3 separate regions of the Mus musculus genome follow, and regions 2 and 3 are each linked to region 1. The links are chromatin contacts, called in public promoter capture Hi-C maps. All regions are on one chromosome and are shown on one strand. Each heading gives the region's core, a stretch centred on a gene start, on an enhancer-like site or on the middle of the called end of the contact. The rest is flanking DNA. Distances are from core to core; before and after follow the strand shown. Region 1 holds the start of Heatr5a (HEAT repeat containing 5A). Region 2 overlaps Egln3 (egl-9 family hypoxia-inducible factor 3). Region 3 holds the start of Cfl2 (cofilin 2, muscle).

Region 1 (3,529 bases), core at 265-2,764:
GGGAGTGGCAAAGCCCTCTTCTGGGTCAAGGGTTTACTAATGATTGACCAAAGTGTGCAAAAACCCAGCAACTGCAGCTCACTACAGATACCTCTTATCAAGACTACTAGCCTCATGTTCTGAGGTTCCAGTGGGTTATTTCATAGTTGATGCCACTCCATTAAAATGTGCAGGGCCCACCTTAACCCAACTTTTCTGTGCCTGTGTTTGCCCTTTCTTCTTGCCCCAGTCAGGTTTCTAGGACCAAGCTGTACAGGATGCAACACAAAGAAAAGAAAAGGACACTCATTGCTCTTGCAGAGGACCCCAGTTCAGTTCCTAGCACCCACATCAGGGACCTCACAACTGCCTATAACTCTGATGCCCTCTTCTGGCCTCCATGGGCACTGCATGCATGTGGCACACATATGTGTAGGCCCACACACAAAAAGTTGTAAAAAGTAAATAGATAAATAATGGAAGAACACTATAATCAACTTAATGAAGTGGAACAATTCTATATCCAGTAATATAAATTATGAATTTCTAAACAAGGTTATTCACAGGTACCCTGAAACAAAATAGCTTCAGAAAATACATATTAATTACAAAGATGGAAAAAGGAGCTTTTTGAAGAGCAAACACCGACACATATGAACATGGAATCACTTGTGAGAGTCCTCAAAGATATCTAGTTTAAATCTAATCATGAATAAATATCAGACAGAATCAGAATGAAAGCCTTTCTATAAAAACAGTGAGCCAATAGTCTTCAAAGTTGTCAAGGTTGTAAATGTCAAAGACTAAGGAAGTATTCCAGATTGAAGATATGCATTGCAACTAGAAAGAACACTTATTTCGGAACTGAAGGCCTTTCCTTACAAGGAACATGATTGAGACAACCAAGAAACCGAGTGTATTGCATAAAGAATATCGCTATTGCAGTTATTATGACTATGTGTAAACTGCTTAGGAACACTGTGACATAATATTAGCAACTTAAATCTCAAAACCGTTCGGGGAATAATGTTTTTGAACTACGATTGCAACCTTCTTGTAAGCTTGTTTCAAAACAAGGGAAAAAAGTTACACTCAAAATCCTGATTATAGTGGAAAAACACATCTGACTCAGAGCCACGGACTCCGCGTGGAATCTTCACATAGTCCTTTTACAGTTAGGTTCCTGTTAAAAGTTCTTTAGAGTCCCTTCCTCGGGTAAGATTCCATCATATCCTCCTTCAGCTCCGGCCCTGCCTGAATATTTCCAGGCTCCTGAAGTGTCTGCCTTTTAAGCCGCAAGTGTAGATTCTGACTGGCGACAAAAATAGACAAAAATAGTTGTGGCCGGAATCTCCGGACTGGAGGACAGCACGCTGTCCTAGAAGTGACTTCTGCCTCAGGAGCTCCCATCGCTCTCTCGGCGGTGGAGTAGTCACGCCTGCCACAGTGTGCGCTCCCTGGCTCGGCGGGCGGCTGGCCAGCCTGGGCGCGGGAGGGGCCGGGCCCTCCCAATGGCCGCTCCCGCCGCGCTGTCAGCCCCGCCCGCCCTCCCAGCTCCGCATTCGCCCGCGGGGAGCCGGGTGCCGCTGTGCTGTCGCGGAGCCGGGAACGTGGCACAGCCGGGACGGGTGTGAGCTCAGGGCGTCTCTGCAGGCAAGCCGGGAGATCCGGAGAGGAAGCTGGGGGCGGCGTGCTTAGGGACTGGGCGGGAGCGGCTGGAGCCGGGTGGCGCGGGTCCCGGGTGGGCGCGGTGCGGAGGCTGAGGACCCGGCCCGGTGGGACGGAGCCGAGGGGGACGGGGTCCCGGCTGCAGGCACAGACGGGACACGGGGGCTGACTGCGGCGTGGCGGGTTTCCTCCTCAGCCCAACAGGTAGGCGGGGTCGGCAGCTGCGGGGCTGGGACGCGGGAGGGGAAAGTCGGGGACCCGGTCGCCTGCCCCGCGGCTGGGGACCCGCCCTGCACCTCCAGGTCGGCCCCCAGCAGCAGAGAGTGGACGTTGCCAGAAGTTTCCAGGTCTTCTTAAGAAGGAAAGCCTTCGCCAGGGGCGTTTGCGGAGTCGGTGGAAACGTTTGTTTTTTATTTTCCTTTATTTGCTTATTTCACGCCAGCAAGAAAGAGATCATCTCAAATGATTGCAAATCGTTTGCAAATCGTTAGAAACTTCGTAAAGCACCTAATGGAACTTAGTAACCGTAACGTGTACCTCTGACAAGTTAAGGGAATTTGAACTCTCAGGTCAGACAAATTAGATGGTTTGTAGTCTTTTGGGTTGTGCGTGGTTTATAAGAATGCTAGTCACCCTAAAGGAACTAAAGAGCTTAGAGATAAGGAGAAGTTTAAGGAAGTAAAAAAAAAAAAAAGCCCTATAACAGTTCAGGACTTTGAAAAACAATGCTGGGAGATTAACTTAAGTTAACCCTAATGCAAGGTTGCCTGGTTTTATTTCGCAAACATCTTAGAGACAATGTCTGAGGATGAGGTTTGATTATTTATTTGAGACGGTCTCAAACCTGCCTCTGCCTTCAGAGTGTTGGAATTTAAGGGGTGCACTAATACACAGAGGCAAAGAATGAGATTTTAGATAAGCATCCAAAAACGAATAAAGCCAGGCTTAACGTTGCACATCTGTAGTTCTAGTATTTAGGATGTTGAGGCAGAAAAGGGGAGCGTTCCCAGCCAACCTAGGCTTAGGTAGAGAGAGCCACATCAGCTAACTCACTTTCAAAAAAAAAAAAAAAAAAAACGAACACCAGAGAGCAAGGAGGCAGTTTTACTAAGATAGGGGCGGGAGAATATTGGAGAGCGGATTGGTTGTGCTGTGGAATGCACTTACTTTACATAGATAGCTGTAGGTCAAGAATAAACTCCTGACTTAACCTTTGGTACTCTTTATGGATCCTTGATTAGGTTACCTTTACTTGTTCTTTAATTATATTAGCGTTTGATGTTAGTAGCAGGAAAATACAGAGTTCCCAAATAACGGGGGAGGGGGTGGGGAGGTAGTAATATGCACATGTATTCGAAGGTGCTTGCACCCAGGACTGTCTGCCCTGCTCTCACTTTCTGCTTTTTTGGAGCAGGGTCTTCTCCCTAAACCTAGAGAAAGCCCTAGCAGTCTTTCTGCCCGCCACAGCGGTGCAGTTAGAAGTGCCTGCCCCGTCCACGTTTTTTTGTGGGTTTGATCTCGGGCCTTCATTCTTGCTCAGCCAGCCTTCTTACTTGCTGAACCATCTTCCCAGAATCCCACAGAACCTTTAAAATTTCTTAATTACTATCTAAAATTAACACCATCAATTTAAACTAATGAATGTACTCTCTGAGGGGAAAATTAAGGTTCCTTGTCTTTGCCCTGTGCGTTTCTGTTTTCCACCCTCCATTCTTTGCAGCTTAATTTTTAAGAGGGCAGTTGCTAACACCTTCATTAGCCTTTCTTATGGATAAAGTAAGGGGTTAACTTCTGAGTAGTCTAAATTCAACTATTCTAAATACCTGATAACCTATTTAATGACATTTAGAATCCCTTCTGAGTATTCTCTGGAGTTCTAGAT
Region 2 (3,500 bases), core at 64-2,563, 2.2 Mb before region 1:
GAAGCACTTAAATAATAGACCCAAAGTCTCTCAGTCAGGGCCCAGAGGCAGTTTTAGAAAGAGGTTGGGGGAGGATTGGTGTTACTAAGCCTTGTGGCCTTAGATAAGTTAAGTCACTTGGGGCCCTATCAAGTGTAAAATAATAATTCAAAAGCTTTAGGAAAAAGAACTTTATACCAATACATGTAAAATTCTTAGAATGTCCAGTTTTCGTCTTTGTTTAAAAGCTCCAGGTTAGTTTTGAGATTCTTCTTCAAATGAGTCTGACTTGAGTCTGTTCGTAACTTCAGGCCTTCCTGTTTAGCACCCCAAATGTGCATGTGTGTCTCTGAGTTTCAGTGCAGGACTCCTGTGAGCCAGCTTATACTCACAAATACATGTGAACTGTAGGCTAGTCTAGTTCCTCGTTAACTGTGTCTCAAGCCATGAGACACACATCACACACTGTGGATATGGTGTGGGCCACTTGAGTGCATCTGAGGTGCAAGGGAAGTGCTGAGTTAGTTCTTCCAGTGTTGGTTTTAGGCAAGCATTGCTAGACTGGTTGTTAGGACCCTGACCAGGGCATCTGTGGGCAAGGGGGTTAAAAAGGTTGTATTGTGAGCAGACAGATCAGTCCTTTCCTTGTGACAAGACAGAGGACTGAGCAGCAGGAGGCTAATGAACAAGAGTGTGTAGCCTGGGGTGGGGGTGGGGGTGGGGGCTTGGGCTTGCTTTCCCCTAGTGGAGCAGCTGTTTGGCCTGCCCTTCTGGTATTGTTAAGAATGCTTGTTACTTAATGGAACTTATGTTGGTTGGAAATGACTCTAAGCAAAAATGGGAAGATGTACCTTGCTGATCTGACTTCTCTCAAGACACAAGTGCAGGAAAAGCAGTCAGGAGTCTCAGAGAACGGGGGTGGGGGGTGGGGGGGTGGGCAATAAAATCTCGAGCCTTCCTACCCAGCTGGTGTGAGCTCTCTTGAGTTTTTTTTTTTCTTTTTTTTTTTTTTTTGTTTTCTGAGACAGGGTTTCTCTGTATAGCCCTGGCTGTCCTGGAACTCACTCTGTAGACCAGGCTGGCCTCGAACTCAGAAATCCGCCTGCCTCTGCCTCCCGAGTGCTGGGATTAAAGTCTGTGCCACCACGCCCTGCGCTCTCTGAGTTTTGAGACCTTTCTTTTTTCTCCATTTCTGTTCTGCGTTTCTTCCCCTTCATCCTTCTAACCCAGCCTTTGCTGCTGCTCCACACGCATGGCTCATGGTGATGCCTTGCACCGGCTGCTTCAGCTCTTAGGTAAGATGGCCTGAAGCTTGAACAGCAGCCCAGCTTCCCAGCTTCCACTGCCCTGGGGAAAGCTGCACTCACTGTTTTGACCTTAGCTCTGGGGAACTAGGAGACCTGGTTGGGGTGGTGCAAGCATAGAGAATTGTTTGTCACAAATACGGTTGCTTGAGCCCATGACAAGGTGTGATCCTTAGAGAGCAGAGATTTGCAGTGTCTCTGTGGTCAAAATCTTAAACTGTCTGAGGAAGTCATTTATAGAACACAGCCCTGGTAAGAGGAGTGAGGGAGATTTCATGGTAGGGCTTGTGGGAACAGGTGCCTCCAAGGCTAGGGCTGGGTCATCATGAGTCATGTGGCCCAGGACTGGCTGGTGAACTCTGCCATGTGCATTCAGTTTTTTATCTGAAATTTTTAAATATGGCTCAGACTGAAAATGCTAAGCATCTTCATGGTGCTTAATTGCCTATCTCTATAAAGGGCTCTTGGATGTCAGGAAACTGTTTCTCTTTCTGACAGCTTAATGCAAATTTGGTAAATTCACTCCTGACTCTGGCTAGGAAAACTAGATTTTTCCTAATAATAAAAATAGTTTTGCATCCCAGGACTGTATCCTGGGAGCACGCCTTATATGGGAGACAATATGCCGAGGCTTGAAGACTTTTACTGAACGGCACTGCCAGGTGAGCACCTTCAAACGCCACAGTACGATGCGTCCTTCAGGGCAAGGCTCAGAAGGCTGCTCCCCTGGGACTTTGGTCTGCTCGGCATCTCTACTTTTGGCTGAATTCTCTGATGCTGGGTAAACAAAGAACATTTGACTCGAGCCTATTGAAGACCGAAGAGTAGTGAACAAGTTCGCACAGTGGACAAGGCTACTCATTTTTGTTTTTGTTTTTTAAAGTTATTTTAGCCACAGATTTGACGCTTCCTCTGCAGCAGTACTTTGTGGCCGTTAACTAATGCTTCGAGATATCTGTCACTTTCCTCCGGTGTTTGTCAAATGCACACGTTCTGACAGTAATGATAGTTCTGATGTTTTCCGCTGGGTATCTGCCAGGGGTGCCCAGTGGGTGACTGAATCCAGAGGTACTGGGATTGTAAATACAACAGACAGATCATTTTATGATGCCAGACGAAAGAATCCAACTTTGGCAGATGGCCAGGAACCATTGATTTGGCTTGGATTCGTAGCTCTGTGGGTGTTTGCCAAGTAAGATTAGTGAGCTTGGTTAATTATACATAGGACTTGTACCCTTTTCTCTCGGTTATTTCTATCTTCACCCAGAATAGCACTTGCTTCAGTTTGCCTCCTCTTGTGGATGAGTTTCTGCCCATGGTTTTGGTGAACTGTGCATCTCTTACCCCTTGCTCATCTCAGCCTTACTGACTCCTGCTCTACACTGTTAAATGTAGCCCCTCAGGTTTTGAATTGGGGTTTATTTGGCCGCTTGCCCAGTATCCCCTATGCTCAGAACAGCATCGATGCATCCTTATTAAGGCAAGCCAATTTTTGATTCTTTAGAAGCCACATCGATAATGTTGCCCAAGTTTTAGAGTAAATATGGGTTGTCGCTTTGATGTAAACTACCCCCTCCGTAAGTTTAGGTGTTTGAACATTTATTCCCGAGTTGGCATTGTTTTGTAAAGTTGTAAAACCTTTAGAAAGTGGAGCTTTGCTGGAGGAAGTGGGTCACTGGGGGAGGGTCTCGTGGTTTGGAAACCCTCATGTACTATGTACTCTTGGCTTCCTGGCTGTCGGCAATTGAGCAGCAGCTCCCCACTCTCTATGCCTTCCCTGGCCAGGAATTCCCTCAAATTTTAATCCAAAGCAAACCTTTCCTATCTTAAGATGCTTCTTGTCAGGTATTTGGTGACATCAACCAGAAAAATCACTAAAATAACGCGTGTGTCTTATGTTAATTATTTTTTGCCTTTCAAAACCAAAATAACCTCCACGTCCGTATAATTGAAGGATGTGATCGTAGTCTGGATTGTTTGCCAGTCAGAAGACAAAATGGGAAACCCAGTTCCAAGTGCCAGCGAAGCCTGGTTTTGACTTTAATGGGAGACCGTGAAGCTGTGGGGCTGTTTGGAGGCGTTGTTTGCATGTTGTCCTGGGCTTGCCTCTGGTACTCACTGGATGAATGATAAAGCACCTCTCTCTAGCCAGCTCATCCCAACCTCAGGGACAGTATACAAAACTGCTCCCTCCTCTTGACAATTTTGTCTTTTTTT
Region 3 (3,433 bases), core at 31-2,530, 2.9 Mb before region 1:
AACAGGCAGCTCAGGCAGCTCACAATGGTCTGCCACTCTTGCAACTCTAGCTCCAGTGATCAAACATCTTCTGGCTACTAAGGGCACCCACACACACATAGCAGACCTTCACACAGATACACCTACATGTACACTGAGTAAAAACAAAAGGATTTTTTACATTTATTTTTTATGTGTGTGCACATGTGCAGGTGTTTGTGAAGGTTAGGAGAGGGAGTCAGGGTCCATGGAGCTGAGCTCACAGGTGACGACTGCCTGTGTGCTGCCTGACATGGGGATAGGGTACCACCAAGCTCGATGACTTAAGTTTAATTCCCAGGGCCCACACGGTAGAGGAGAAATGACTCCCACAGCACACCTATTCACACACACACACACACACACACACACACACACACACACACTCTCTCTCTCTCTCTCTCACACACACACACACACACACACACGATTTCAACACAATTACCAAATCAAATGTGTCAGGCCCTTTTCTCTCCACATATAAACATTTATTTTTCTAGTAATCTCAATACATCCCATTTACAGGGGAAAAGAAACGTAACTTGAGCAGTTTCTGGTTTTACTTGGATTATAATTCTGTCCAAGGTATCTCCAGAGACTTTTTGTGACCTCACCCTCTTCTTGCAGAATTCCAGGTATAAGCCAACATTCCTGCTTCTCATTCTGCCTTTGCTTAGTACTTCAATCACTAAGGTAATATTTATAGTGTTCGTTCTCCTTTTAGTAATAAGAGGGGTCTAAACCCAGGGAGGTGGTGCTTGCCTGTAATCCCAACACCTGCAGGATGGAGGCGGGATCCGTTCAAGGTCATCTGCAGTTACTTCATGAATCAAGAGACCCGCAAAAGACTCCAAACGAGATCCTGTCTCAATTCAAACACACAAAGAAGAATAAGATCTTAACGATTCATTCAAAGTCGGGGCTTTCCAAAGGGGTCCCGAAAGGTTACAATCCGGACCCTTTCCGTGGAAAGCGCAAGTGAATGAAGCAAAGAGCTCTCTACCCGACCACCACACCCCGTTTCCTCACGTCACAACCCCCCAGAGCAGCGCCAGGAGCCCGCGAACCGCTCGAGCGTTGAACCCGGATTGGTCGCTACGACCATCCCTGTCAGCATCGGGGCTCCCGCCGCCGCTGCGCGTGGTTCTGCTAGCGGTTCTGGAGCTCCGGGGTCAGGCGGAGGACAGCGGCGGGGGCGGGGCCTGACCACGTGACCGCCCCCGCCCCGCCCGCCCTGCGGCCCTCCAGCCCGCCGCCCGCCCGCCCGGCTGCAGCTCCCGGCGTGCCCTGCACTCTCTGCTGCCCGCCGCCGACCCCTCCTTCTTCTCGTCCCAGTGCCACCGAGCCGGAGTCCGAGCCACCGCCGCCGCAGCCACTTCAGCCGCGGGCACTATGGTAAGGTGGGCGCGCCGGCGGGGGAATGCTGGGCGCGGCGCGGATCCCCGCGCGGCCGCCATCTTAACCCTGCCTGGGCCTGTGCGGTGGGCGCTTCGGCGCTGCGGGCCGAGGGCTCGAGGCCCTGCGGCCGCTCCGAGTCCCGAGGCGGGAGGGCCCGGCGCAGGCCCGGCGCGAGAGGGTCGCTCCTTGGGCCAGGGCCCCCGCGTGTTGCTCTGCCCTGCGCGGCTTAAGGTTTTTAACTCGCGCGCTGTAAGGTTGGTACGTGGCCAGCAGCCTCTGGGTGAGGGTCTAGGAGGCCGGCCATAACGCCGTTCCGAGGAGATTGAACAGGTAGAAACCTATTTTAAAACGCTTTTCTCGCCGTAGGGAGCCTTTTCACGGGATCTGTTAGTTTCAAAGCGGCTGCCAATGGGCGGTGGGGCGTAATCGCTGTAGCCGCAGCGGGTTGGAGTTTACACTTGATTCTCTTTCCTTATGTGGAAGCAGCCGTGGCTAAGACGGCTTTAAAGAAAGAAAAAAAAAATAGTAGAAGCGTTAACTGAAATCCTGGAGTGTTTTTTTTTAAGGCCTGCAGAGTTGACACAATACAGAAGGTATTTTTGCTGCTGCTCCTGAAGCTCTGACATCACCCAGTGAAATAGGAAACATTTCAGGCATGGCTCAACTGTATTTGTCCCTTCCCACCTCCCGTTAGCGGTTCTCTCCGTACTCCTTTAAGAAGGATGAATGAGCAGTATGAGTTAGACATTTTACCCGTATCTTCTTCTGATATTTAAAATTGACAGACCTAATAGGACTGCTTACGTTGTTTGGTGCAGTTTTTTAATACTCTGGCCAGACTGAAGTCTATGATTTTGGTTAAAACCGAAATCCTTATTCTAAATTCCCACCCTTTGTTTGTTTTCAGGCATCTGGAGTTACAGTGAATGATGAAGTCATCAAAGTTTTTAATGATATGAAAGTAAGAAAATCTTCTACACAGGAGGAGATCAAAAAAAGAAAGAAAGCAGTTCTCTTCTGTTTGAGCGATGACAAAAGACAAATAATTGTAGAGGAAGCCAAGCAGATCTTGGTGGGTGACATTGGTGACACTGTAGAGGACCCCTACACATCTTTTGTGAAGTTGTTGCCTCTGAATGATTGCCGATATGCTTTGTACGATGCCACGTACGAAACAAAAGAGTCTAAGAAAGAAGACCTAGTATTTATATTCTGGTGTGTAAAAACAAAAGAAAAAAAGTACTTCTAAAAGTGCAAGGATTATTATTATCAGAGTCAGTTTTTGCCTTTGTTTTTCTTTTGAAATTCAACATTTTCTCCCCCGTAGGGCTCCTGAAAGTGCACCGTTAAAAAGCAAGATGATTTATGCTAGCTCTAAAGATGCCATTAAAAAGAAATTTACAGGTACCAACATCGACTGTTCTGTACAAAAAAAAAAAATTTTTTTTTTTACTCTTTCTTAGTTATAAGGTTAATGAGGTGTGTTTTTCTTTTCCGTTTTAGGTATTAAACATGAGTGGCAAGTAAATGGCTTGGACGATATTAAGGACCGCTCGACGCTGGGAGAGAAACTGGGGGGCAGTGTTGTAGTTTCCCTTGAAGGAAAGCCACTATAAAATAATAGCCAAGTGCCATTTGATCTTAAGGGGCTTACACGTATCTCTCCAGCTCAGTCCACTGGAATTGTATTAGGTTTTGTTTTTTTTTGTTTATTCCCTTTTCACTGGTCCCGTTCGTGAATGAGTGAATATAAGAAGCCTGTCAGTATTGCCATGAGACTGTTTCATATGGTTACTTTTCTGTATTCCCAAGGAATGCCTTCCTGTCTTATTTTAGCCAAAACAAACTGGTTCCATGCCTTCCTTGCAGTGAACGTTACAATGGATGTGGTTGTCAATGTGAATAGCTTAGAGTACTACAAAGGGTAAGCTAACTGAATGCCTTGAAAATATTATCCACTGGTCGGTCATATGGGAGACTTGTTTCAGTATTATTTATAGTTGCACTTGATTACCGT

Evidence for each region. Promoter capture Hi-C pulls out the DNA fragments that hold promoters and counts their contacts. Capture Hi-C pulls out chosen DNA fragments and counts their contacts.
Region 2: a promoter capture Hi-C map of liver shows a contact between it and region 1, with 7 times the contacts expected there. The contact joins the enhancer-like site here to the promoter of Heatr5a in region 1. A contact is called at or near these places in 4 of 39 promoter capture datasets (the 3T3-L1 cell line, hippocampal neurons, liver and 1 more) and 1 of 115 datasets of contacts at active chromatin or transcription factors (embryonic stem cells).
Region 3: a promoter capture Hi-C map of liver shows a contact between it and region 1, with 4 times the contacts expected there. The contact joins the promoter of Cfl2 here to the promoter of Heatr5a in region 1. A contact is called at or near these places in 2 of 39 promoter capture datasets (cranial neural crest and hippocampal neurons) and 1 of 9 other capture datasets (liver).

Annotation. Positions count from the first base shown.
Region 1 is chr12:51,969,306-51,972,834 of GRCm38.p6, reverse strand. Heatr5a (HEAT repeat containing 5A) reads left to right here and starts at 1,514. Exons shown (of 36, transcript NM_177171.4): 1 at 1,514-1,632.
Region 2 is chr12:54,196,559-54,200,058 of GRCm38.p6, reverse strand. The region is part of intron 1 of Egln3 (egl-9 family hypoxia-inducible factor 3); the gene reads left to right. Among named protein-coding and RNA genes, the nearest start is that of Egln3, 5.6 kb to the left of the region's middle. Within about 2 kb of position 1,313, at least 52 of the 459 cell types and tissues checked have an H3K27ac peak or open chromatin away from gene starts, as enhancers often do. A contact at or near this core is called in liver, where this site is marked.
Region 3 is chr12:54,860,724-54,864,156 of GRCm38.p6, reverse strand. Cfl2 (cofilin 2, muscle) reads left to right here and starts at 1,280. Exons shown (of 4, transcript NM_007688.2): 1 at 1,280-1,413; 2 at 2,324-2,631; 3 at 2,744-2,820; 4 at 2,920-3,433. The coding sequence starts at 1,411. The coding sequence ends at 3,032.